Regions from separate parts of the Rattus norvegicus genome. Here region 1 is linked to region 2. A link is a contact called in public Hi-C data. All regions are on one chromosome and are shown on one strand. The core of a region is the stretch at or near the end of the contact, and the rest is flanking DNA. Distances in the headings are between cores, read along the strand shown. Region 1 has its middle 35 kb from the start of Cdc7. Region 2 has its middle 120 kb from the start of Cdc7.

Region 1 (5,878 bases), core at 1,908-4,407, 85 kb before region 2:
CTGTCTCCGTCTGAATCCTGGGATTAGAGGTCTGTGCTGCCACGGCTGGTTTACACTCAGCCTTTCTTCCATGGGTTCTAGGGATCAGGGCATGGGCTGCAGACTGAGCTGTCTCCCAGCCTTCTATTCCCACTGTGGTTAGAGGCACCCCATACCATTTCGGCTTAATGTCTGTGGTCAGAAAGCCTTAGTACTTTGTCCTTTAGGAACATAGCTTCTTAATCTTGCCTGGAGGCAGCATCATGGTTTATATGCTTGTCATCCTTGAGCAGTTGATAGCTAGTGTTAGTCTTTAGATCTCAGATTCCTCTCTCTGCCCACCTAGGATCCGGCGCAGTCTTTTGCCTACGGCTGGCGTTCGGTGATTATTGGTTGGCGCAAAGCTTGCTGTGCTTGGAGCTGTTTGCTGTGACCTTTCCACTATCCCTTCCTTTCCAGGACCTTAAATCTTTGGTATGTTGCAGAAGAGGCGGACACGTGAAGGGATGGGCAGGAAGAAGGAATGGGTAGGAGACAGGCAAGGCTGAGCTGCTGTGACGGGCAACCTCAAAGGCCTAGGAATGCATTAAAGCCCTAGGGTGATTAGAGGAAGTGACTGGGCAGTGAGAGCCCTGTCCCAGTGCTGGAAGACATGGGCTGTGCACTGGCTGTTTAGAAAGGTGTGCATCAGGACCTATGGATTAATTAGTAGGATACTTCGAGGTCCCTAATGGGTCACTAGGGCGTTAAAATACAATGGGAACAATGGTTAATATGTTCCTACGTGGGGGACCAAGACTTGAGCAAGGAAATGGGAGTTGAGTCTAACTCAAAAGATGTCAGGTGCTAGCCAAGGAGTTTGGGTTTCAGCTCCACGGATGGTGTTCTGCGACATCCCAGGAACCCTAACCAGGAAAATGATACAAGTTTTCCCATTTATCAGGAAGGCAACACTGTTGTTTCTGGATGAGGTGGAGGAGAGAGAATTTAAGGACCCCGAGAGGCACCAGATGTGGACATCAGGGGAAGAGGGAAACAGAAACGAACTGTCATGTTTCAAGCCCTTGTGACTAGAAGATTCTCTTGCTGTTGATTCATACAAGAGTCTGGGGGACAAGGCACCTCCAGCTTTGGAGATCTGTGGGGAGGAAAGAGGAACTTCTTTTCAGAGATGTCGATTGGACCCACTCCATAGACAAATTTGTTTACTGTGGTCTTTTGTGTGACAAATTATCTGTTATAAATTATATTGTGTGACAACATGTGTCAGTGTTCCCACTCTGTCAGAATCCTAGAGTACCTGCCACTTGCTGTCCTTTTGTCTGTCCCCAATAATCAATACAAAGCCTCGCTCTCCTCTGGTTCTTGTGGTTTTGCATGTTTACCAGGGGTGCATTCCCTAGGATTTGATAACATGATAGAGGAACAGTCTGGAATCTCTACTTTCGAGGAGAAGTCTAAACGTGTCCCAAGACTATGCATCAGGAACTGAACGTCGAACGGACTCCAGTGTGCCAGGATTATGGCAAGTCAACCAAGACTGCTTTTCCTGGAGAGCTGACTCTTGGTTCCTCACTTCTGAGACCTGATGCTAGAGAAATACCCAGGGCAGCAGTTCTTAACCTTCCCGACACTGCGACCCTTTAACGCAGCTCCTCATGTGGTGGCCCCAGCTGTAAATTAATTCTCATTGCTACTAATTTTGCCATTGTTATGAACCATAATGTAAATATATGATACGCAAGATATCTGCTATGTGAACCCTGTGAAAGGTCGTTCGACCCCCTCAAAGGCGTTGAGACCCACAGGTTGAGAACTGTTGACCTAGTAGATTGAGGTCGCACCTCTTCTTTTTGAAAGTTATTGGCTGGAGGGCTTATGGGGACATTGAGCAGATTGTCAGGGGTGCATTTGTTATTAGGACTATGAACATGATGGCAGATCTGAGGGGAGTTCGAGACTATGTGACTGAGTTGGCCAGTTGGCTGTACCTTCCTACAGCTCTCTGACAAAGGGGGGGGGGGGTGATTCGCAGCACACAGCTTCAACCAGACTCTCTGCTCTCAGTTGGAGGCAGGGGAGGAGTTGAGGAGAACGATGTGTATATAGCCTTCAATACTCCCTTGAATGTAGACTCACTTCCCCAGATGAGAGGTCCTGGCACAGACAGACTCACAGCCAATGCTCTCAGCAGAGTGCTAGTCAGTACCCTCTACTCTGGTTGGATTCTAACTACAGCTTTATCAATGTCGACCTTGTTAGCTTGAGAAGCAGTCAATTCTAAAGATGTTAGTGCCTCCCTGTGCCTTTCCCGGGCCTGTGAACCGTGGCCTTTCCTTATGCTCAGGTTAAGGACCACCGTCCCCACCAACTGGCCCAGCTGTGAGAAGGAATGGGTTTGAATCTAGGTCTCACATTCAACAGGCAGGCGCTGCATGAGATCAGAAAGTTTGTGGCGTGTCCTAATTCACAGGTTCAAACATGTGGGCGCAAGAGGTTGGCGATGAAGAGAGCATGCTTACAACATGCAGAGTGGTTGACGAGAAAGACACATCCTGAAGGTAGAGGGAAAGGTCACCAGATCCCCCTCCCAGATTCTTCGGGGACTATTATTAACTCTCTCAGTGACAGGAGCTTCTCTGGTAACACTACCAAACATGTTTCCAGTGTCTCTCTTCAGTGCTGAGAACGCATTACCCGTGAAGGATAGGTCCATCGTGTTCGTGTCTCTCCTTTGGTTCTTCACAGGTTTCCAGGCCAGTGAGGCAGAAATACGCATAATCATGACTGCGCTGAAAAGCAACCACATTCCTATTTTACATCGGAAATTGACACCTGGAAGGCTTCAGACTCACCTGGATTCATTCACATAGCCAGAAAGCTCAAAGGTGGATGGCTAGAGGCAGACGCTTTCCCCTTGCACATCCATGAAAATGGCACCGAGCAAACATACTGCCTTCCATTCCGTGTCTTCAGAATAGACCGAGCGCAGCCCTCTTTAGCTAAACAGCTTAATAGACTAGGGTCAGGGGGTCACAGATGAGAAAAACAGCTAGGAAGCTGGAGGAGGGTTGGGGTTCCAGCGTTAGAAATTAGGTTGGATGAAGGCCTTGGAGTCAGGGCTTCAGCGAGCTTTTCTCCCGTGTGGCCATGACTCATCCTTATTTGGTGTTCCAAGAGAGACCGTAACCGACCAGAGGAGGGCAGTATGCCTGTGTTGACGGAGACTGTACTGGGAGGAGGAAATTCCTCCCAAAACAATCCAAGTGAGTTTACAAGAAAAAAGTAAAAGTGTGTACCGGGAATCCAAAATAAATAGCAAGTGTCCACTAAAGCAGTTACACGGGAGGCTGGCTGCCAGTATCCGGAGCCAGGAGAGAGTTGCCCTCCTCAAAGCACCCCCACCCCCGCAGGATGTGTTACTGGAGTTGGGGATTGGTGGGGGAATCTATCACAATGCCATCTTTGAGAGCCTGCTGGGCTCCCCTGCCCCCAGTTACTTCTGTTGTTCACACCTTCCTGTGGGATTATTTCAAATCCCTATTTCCTGATGACCCAACATCCTCCTGTGACTGGCAGGGGGTGAAGCCTGCCAAGGCCTCAGGTAGCAGCAGCCTTGCCCATTTTCAGTAACATCCTGTGTTCCCAACTTTCCAGCTCAGCTCCTAAATGCCAGGTTGGGGCTGTGAAATTTTCCATGGCCTCCCGCTAGACTACTCCTCTTGTATTCCAGCCCATAGACATAGTGCTCAGCTAGACCAGCGTGACCCCCACCCCCCACCCCCGTTTGTGTCATTATCACATTACACAGGACATTTCTGACTTCTTTTGACTACCCACCGTGGAGGAGGGGTCAACCTTGGGGACTCGGAGAGGGAAACTGTGGTACACTCACATGAAGCCATCCTGGCAACATCAATACTGGAAAACATGGTCTGTGACTGCGTGTGTGTGTGTGTGTGTGTGTGTGTGTGTGTGTGTGTGTGTCCCTCATGAATAAGGCCCCTACGGACAGTGAGAGAGTGTCTCAGAATTCTGCTACAATACCCTCCAGAGAGCCCACGAGTCTACGTTTAGGGCAATGCCTCGAGTTTTTGTAGAACTTATCAGTTCAGAATCCCCCCCCCCCCCCCAGCGAGTGTCTTCTGTGGTGTTTGGTCTGGGGTTAGCCCTGCACTGCCATCAAAGCTCACTACTCGAGGGTTACACGAAGTGCAAAACAGGTTTGAGAAGTCACGGAACTCATCTGGTTAGCATATGGTAGAGCTATACACAGACCCAGAAAACCTATGTTTCCCAATGCACTCAGGTTCACACCTAGCTCCCATGAGTGTTTTCTCTCCTATGAGCAGGCACGCACGCACGCGCGCACACACACACACACACACACGCACGCACACACACACACGCACGCACACACACGCACACACGCATGCACGCACACACACGCACACACGCATGTCCCCCAAAAGCCTCTAGGATTTTTCTGCTCTATGCGTTAAGTATAATTTATGTATCACGTTCACCCATTATAAGGCTGTGTGGTTGATGTTTAAGTAAAGGTCTACAGTGGTACAGCCAGCACAATAGTAATATCCAAGTTTAGGACACGTACCACCCCAACGCTTCCCTTACCCTATGTCAGTCTCTGCTGCTGCCCTTGCTCTCCTGGGTGTTTCCTCTTACTTCTGCATGTTCAGAGATGGCAAGAATCAATACGATCAAATACGTGACGTGAAGTTCACTCATGTTGAATGTATCATTCCATCTTTATTTCTAAATAGTAGTGTTGTGCCAGGAGACGCTCATGAACCCCAAAAAGACCACCAAGGAGCCAATGCCGATGCGATCACATTAGGGTCCCTTTACTCAAGCTCGAAGTTCGATGCAGTAAAGTTTCTAATGCAGTAGAACGGGAGGGTACAGCAGTAAGCTTAGTTTAAGGCAAGCATGTATAGAGACGAGAAGGTGGTTCTAGACTGGCACACATCTGATTGGCGGCCATTATGGCCTTTAACATAATTGGATAGAGCTGGGAGTCAAGCCATAAACTTAACTCCTGTTTTCTTCTTGATTGGCGGTTCTCAGGAAGTGAAGTGTCAGGGGCAGGCTTGTAACCTGGGGGTGCAGATTTGTTGGGGAGCAACCTGGGGTGCCAGTTTGTCAGTTAACTCGAGGTCAACCCTAGGTTCTCTCAGATGGAGTTTGAACCCTAAGATCTATACCACTCAGTAGTTCATTGTACGTCTACTCTACCTATACCACTCAGTAGTTCATTGTGCGTCTACTCTACCTATACCACTCAGTAGTTCATTGTGCGTCTACTCTACCTATACCACTCAGTAGTTCATTGTGCGTCTACTCTACCTATACCACTCAGTAGTTCATTGTGCGTCTACTCTACCTATACCACTCAGTAGTTCATTGTGCGTCTACTCTACCTATACCACTCAGTAGTTCATTGTGCGTCTACTCTACCTATACCACTCAGTAGTTCATTGTGCGTCTACTCTACCTATACCACTCAGTAGTTCATTGTGCGTCTACTCTACCTATACCACTCAGTAGTTCATTGTGCGTCTACTCTACCTATACCACTCAGTAGTTCATTGTGCGTCTACTCTACCTATACCACTCAGTAGTTCATTGTGCGTCTACTCTACCTATACCACTCAGTAGTTCATTGTGCGTCTACTCTACCTATACCACTCAGTAGTTCATTGTGCGTCTACTCTACCTATACCACTCAGTAGTTCATTGTGCGTCTACTCTACCTATACCACTCAGTAGTTCATTGTGCGTCTACTCTACCTATACCACTCAGTAGTTCATTGTGCGTCTACTCTACCTATACCACTCAGTAGTTCATTGTGCGTCTACTCTACCTATACCACTCAGT
Region 2 (5,212 bases), core at 1,458-3,957:
AAAGAACGGCTAGGAGCCTGAGACGGGCTTCATGACACCAGTTGCTATCCATTCCTAGAGTCTGCTACTGCTACGTGGCCATGCCTAGCCCAAAGCCAACAATGGCCAAAAGGTAAACTCCGGGATAACATATTTAATCAGTTATCTCTTATCTCAAAATCCTTCCTGGGTTTTAGGCAACACAATATACCCTTTAACCGAAAGCTAAAACCCCACAGTAATAAAATGCAGTTAATGATTTCTTCCTTTGTTGGGCCAAAAATGTAAAACTCAGTTTTCCCAGCAAAGCTCCCATCACCCTGAAAACTGCATTCTTCTCACCTCAAACAGCCTTGATAAGCAGACTCACAAGACTGAGGGTGGCTGGTTCTTTTTCTTCCCACACCGTCTACCCTTTTTGGTCCTCTAGCTTCCCTCTGTTTTTCCTCCTTTTGTTAAAGGGCACATGACTCTCCAATTCTTTTCTATTGTCTCTGTCTTTTAAGCTTCCTTCAGAGACCTGTTCTGGGAGACTCTGGTTCCTAAGTGTATTTATTCCTTATTGCCAGAAATCAAACATTATCCTTGGGGCTAGAAAGACGAGGTGCCCCAGTCGCAGTGCATAGTCAGAAGAATAGCCTAAAACGACTAGACTAAACTAAACTAAACTAAACTAAACTAAACTAAACTAAAAGCAGGTCAGCAATCCAGTGCATCAGGGCTGTGCTAGAAGGAAAGCTGAGACTCAGAACTTTGCAGGAAAGCGTCGGCCTCAACCTGCTCTCCAGCTGTGGAACTGAGACCATCTAATAATTACCCAAGTGTCTCATCAGAGCAGATGAAATCTCTACACCGTGTAGCCTGTGGGTGATTCCAACACTGGCTTCTCTCTAAGACGAGCAAGGCGGGAGGAAGGCAAGGCAAAGAGCGTTTCTCCCACAGCAGCTTCCCATAGGGGATCAGGAAATATTTTTTTAGGAAGGTACAATAGTCTTGGAAGAGTGTAGGAAGACATGAGTTCTGTGAAAGAAGTACAAATTAGTCACCGGGAGGGTAGACGCAAGGATAACTGTGACGGTTTGAATATGCTTGGCTGTGGAGTGGCTCTAATAGAAGGTGTGGTTCTATTGGAGTAGGTGGGTCACTGTGGGTGTGGACTTAAGACCCTCACCCTAGCTGCCTGGACGTCAGTATTCTGCTAGCAGCCTTCAGACGAAGCTGTAGAACTCTCAGCTCCTCCTGCACCGTGCCTGCCTGGATGTTGCCATGCTGCCACCTTGATGATGATGGACTGAACCTCTGAACCTGTAAGCCAGCCCCAGTTAAATGTTGCTCTTTATAAGACTTGCCTTGGTTGTGGTGTCTGTTCGCAGCAGTAAAACCCTAACTAAGACAATAATAGAACCACATCAGTATCAACGTGACGTGGGTCAGACAAGTAAGTTTAACACAATAGTAGCCAGGAGCATAGTACAGTTCTCGGTGAGTGAGGAGAAACCCTGGGCACATTGGAAAGGAAGTCTGGAGACCACAGTGAAGATATTCTTTATAACACAGAGGAAAAGATAAGGTTTCGGTGTTGGAAAGAAGACAATAAGGAGCAGAGGACAGAGAGCCCAATTCAAATTAGTGCGTGTGAAAGGGATGGGGCCAAGAGACAGGAAAACAAGACATCACGGAGATTCCTCGAGTAGGTGGCCAGGTCACTGCATACCAAACTAAAGAAATGGTGCAGCCCATGTTTTTAAGAAAGGATCAAAAAGGAATAAGGTCTTATTTACAACAGAACAAAGGAACAGTAACTCCTGCCACGCTTACTCCAGAAAACATTGTAGTCATGCCTACAGACTGGACAGAGAAGGATCATGTATGTGGATTTTCTGTCTAACCATCATCTGTCTTTGGTTAAAGAAAGCAGCAGAGAGACTTGGTCAGAAAGGTAAAAATTCCAAAAATATCCCAGTCCATGGTCTCTTCCCGAAAACATTGAGGAAACATGTAAATCAACTGGTAATGGGAATAAAAACTAACGGCACACGTGTGCACACATATGTATACGCCTTCATAGGAGAAGGACTTGCCTTACATAGTTTGGCACAATATTCTGAAATTTGGTAGACTGTGTCTGCTGTCTGGGACACCGCCTCTTGGAGAACAGCTCAGCTCTTACGAGAAGCAATGTTTGCTGATGGCTCACACCTCCTCTCCTTCCTTTCTACCCCTCCCTAGTTTTGTTCATGTCCATCTCCTTATTTAGCTGTGAACTTCGGAGGAGGCTTCATACCCAGAAGTGCCGTGTACTCTCACTGATCTTTCTCCAATCTGGCATTGGTTGGGATATAGACAGGAGACAAAACGTCAGTAAGTCATGAGGGAAGAAGCCTGGGGATAGCTCAGTGGTTGGGTGCTGGTTTAGCATGTAGAAAGACAAGGATTTGATGCCAGACACTGACAAAAGTTGAAAGAATAAAGAGACAAGAGGGAGGCCCTACAGGAAGACTTATGGAGAAACATAGTATCTTATAGAGATACACAGTGGAAAACAGGCTCTCTCCTCAGAACCCAGACATGTCTGAAAGCTGTTGTGACCATCTGACATCCATGGAGAGAACTGGTCTGAGGCACCAAGCACTCAGGTTTGGCAAAGCCCACAGATGCGGAGAGCCTGGGTCGTGCTGATATTGGCTGGTGAGCTACATTAACTGAACTTGGGCTACAGTCTACACAGTCTATACTCATTACCAAACACAAACGAGCCCAGTTTGCTGTCACGCACAGCCCAAGTCCTCTTAAGGAACAAGCCCTGCAGTGTCAGCCTTTTCTCCAATGCTGCATTTCATGGTGCCCAGAGACATTTCTGGAGCCACGTCCTTTAACCCTGAGTTCAAATGGAATCTCTTGCCTTCCTTGACCGCTGCTCGTCACAGTAATGGGTGCTGTTCTTGTCCAGATTTTTAGAACAATGGATTAGCTTATTGCATAGTGAAGACCCTGTGCCAAGAAAATCAGTAAACAAAGGGTCTTTTCTCTCTCTCTCTCTCTCTACACAAAAGCCATATTGCCCAGGATGGCATGATGAACTTTTCATTGCGAAGGAACGTGAGAAACGCCTCTATGCCTCTCTAAGCTTCGTCTTAAATGGCCTGAGTCATCGAGCTGTTTCTTTTCTTCCTTTTAGTGATGGAGATAGTAAATCATCTCAGGGAAAACAGTCTATCTCACTAATCTCTCTGAATTTGCCACCTGTTGATTGTTCCTGGATTGAACGACTCTCACAAATCAGAGGAGAGGATTCCCATTTATGTAAATATAGGGAAACAAAAACTAAGGAAATAGATGAAATTTGTGGTATTTTTTCTATATGGTAGGGTATGCTTATTATCTTTTTCAACTTATAGAAAATTTCATTCACTTTTTTTTTTTTTTTGAGTACTGGGTCTTCCTTGACCCAGGAAGTACATGACACAACTTCACTCTCCCAACGGGAACAAGGGTGACCATTCTTCCTTGTATCTTGGAAGCAAAAGTTCGTTTTCTTTCCAAATTCGGATTTCTTTTCCTTTTGAAATTTATGCTCACATGTCTGTGTGTATGTACGCCGTGTGCATGAGAGCTCCCACGGAAGGCAGAGGCAGTCAGACCCCCTGGAAATGGAATTATAGGTGGTTGTGAGCAAGTAAATGAATGTAGGTGACAGAAACTGGACTCCAGTCCTCTAAAGGAGCCACAAGGGATGAGCCATCTCTTAAGGCCCTAAATTCAGGTTTCTTTAAAGTAGAAATACACAGGAGGCAGAAGCAGGCAGATCTCTGTGAGTTCCAGGACAGCCAGAACTATATAGAAAGAATCTGTAAAACAAAACAAAATAAAACAAAAAACCCCAACTAAACAAACAAATAAAAAACAACAACAAAAGACCAAACAAACACCAAATCAAAACCAAACTGTTTATGTTTATTTATAACAACAAATAAATAAATTAGATTGTGACCACTACTTCGCACGTTCCTGGGCTTGAGGGTCAAGGCCTGAGTTCTCACAGCTCAGCCACCTGTCCTTTCAGGCCAACTAAAGAGATGACAAGTGAAAAGGGTTTTTCCAACACTGAGAAACGGGAAAAATAAAGAGGTGTAGTGGCCTCAAGTCCATCGTTAGGTTTAAGTACAGGACAAGGGGCATTCGTGACTAAGCAGTCCTGGTCAAGCTGTGAACCTGTCCCTGGCTGACTCATCAGTCTCTCCTGCAAAAGGCACACTATCCAAAGCTTCGAGAACCCCGTTCTGGGAGCCCCCCACCGCTCTGTCTCGCACCAGGACCCCAGACTACTTCTCTCAGTATGAAAGTTCCAGGGGAATTCCATTCCTCTGGGGACCACAGGTTCAGGAGTCTGTTAGTTAAAGAGTGGCTCCTGTCAGAATGGACACACCAAAGTCTACCCTGTCTGACGCTGAGCTGACTTCCTTCAATAGCTAGTTTACTGACACACCCTTGAGAATCCATTTGCTGCTGTCTCTTAGATGGCTTCCTGTACCCTGTGTAGGAAGCCGTTGTCCTTTGTGGTACATGAGGGAGCTAGTTCTTCTCCCAACCTTTCATCCTTACGCAAAGGGGGAGATTACCTTGCTTTTGCTGTGCTCAAAATGTAAGACCCCTCAAGCAAGATGCCCTGGCAAAAGAAGCTTAGAGGTCAACGTGACAGTTGAGCAGCCATCTTGCTTCTTAGAACAACAGGATCCCCAGGAAATTACCATAGCAAATTGCCTGTTAGCTCTTCCTGATCCTTGCCAAGACATCTTACAGAATTGCTTGTGCTCTGTGTGGGGAACTTTTGTACCAGTAGGGTGGGCTGAAACAGCTTTGATCATCTTACAGTCTGATTCTTTTCTGAAGGAGAGGCATCTTTCGATTCCAAGATTGCCGGCCAGTGCTGGACCACTTGGGCAGATACTGACTTAATGCCAAGAAAGCCATCTTTAAAACTTCATTTTTTGGATGTTTATGCATGTTTACATGTGTGTGGGTGTGCGTGTGTATGAATTCAGAGACCTGAAGTTGATGTCTGGTGTTTTCTTTGATCTCTTTCCATTTTATTTTCACTGAGGCAGGGTCACTCACTGTACAAAGTTCACAAGCTGTGGCTCATCTTAATTAGCCAGCTCTTCCCAGGTTTCCCTGCCTCTGCCTCCCAAACGCAGGGGTTACCAAACCTACTGGGCAGGAGCGTTGTCACCAA

Evidence for each region. A called contact is a pair of places that touch in the nucleus more often than the background predicts.
Region 1: a Hi-C map of Schwann cells shows a contact between it and region 2, with 5 times the contacts expected there. The contact joins two enhancer-like sites. A contact is called at or near these places in 4 of 12 Hi-C or Micro-C datasets (Schwann cells, kidney, liver and 1 more).

What each region holds. Positions count from the first base shown.
Region 1 is chr14:2,932,035-2,937,912 of GRCr8, reverse strand. No RefSeq gene overlaps it. Among named protein-coding and RNA genes, the nearest start is that of Cdc7, 35 kb to the left of the region's middle. Within about 2 kb of position 3,157, at least 9 of the 93 cell types and tissues checked have an H3K27ac peak or open chromatin away from gene starts, as enhancers often do. A contact at or near this core is called in Schwann cells, where this site is marked.
Region 2 is chr14:2,846,831-2,852,042 of GRCr8, reverse strand. No RefSeq gene overlaps it. Among named protein-coding and RNA genes, the nearest start is that of Cdc7, 120 kb to the left of the region's middle. Within about 2 kb of position 2,707, at least 3 of the 93 cell types and tissues checked have an H3K27ac peak or open chromatin away from gene starts, as enhancers often do. A contact at or near this core is called in Schwann cells, where this site is marked.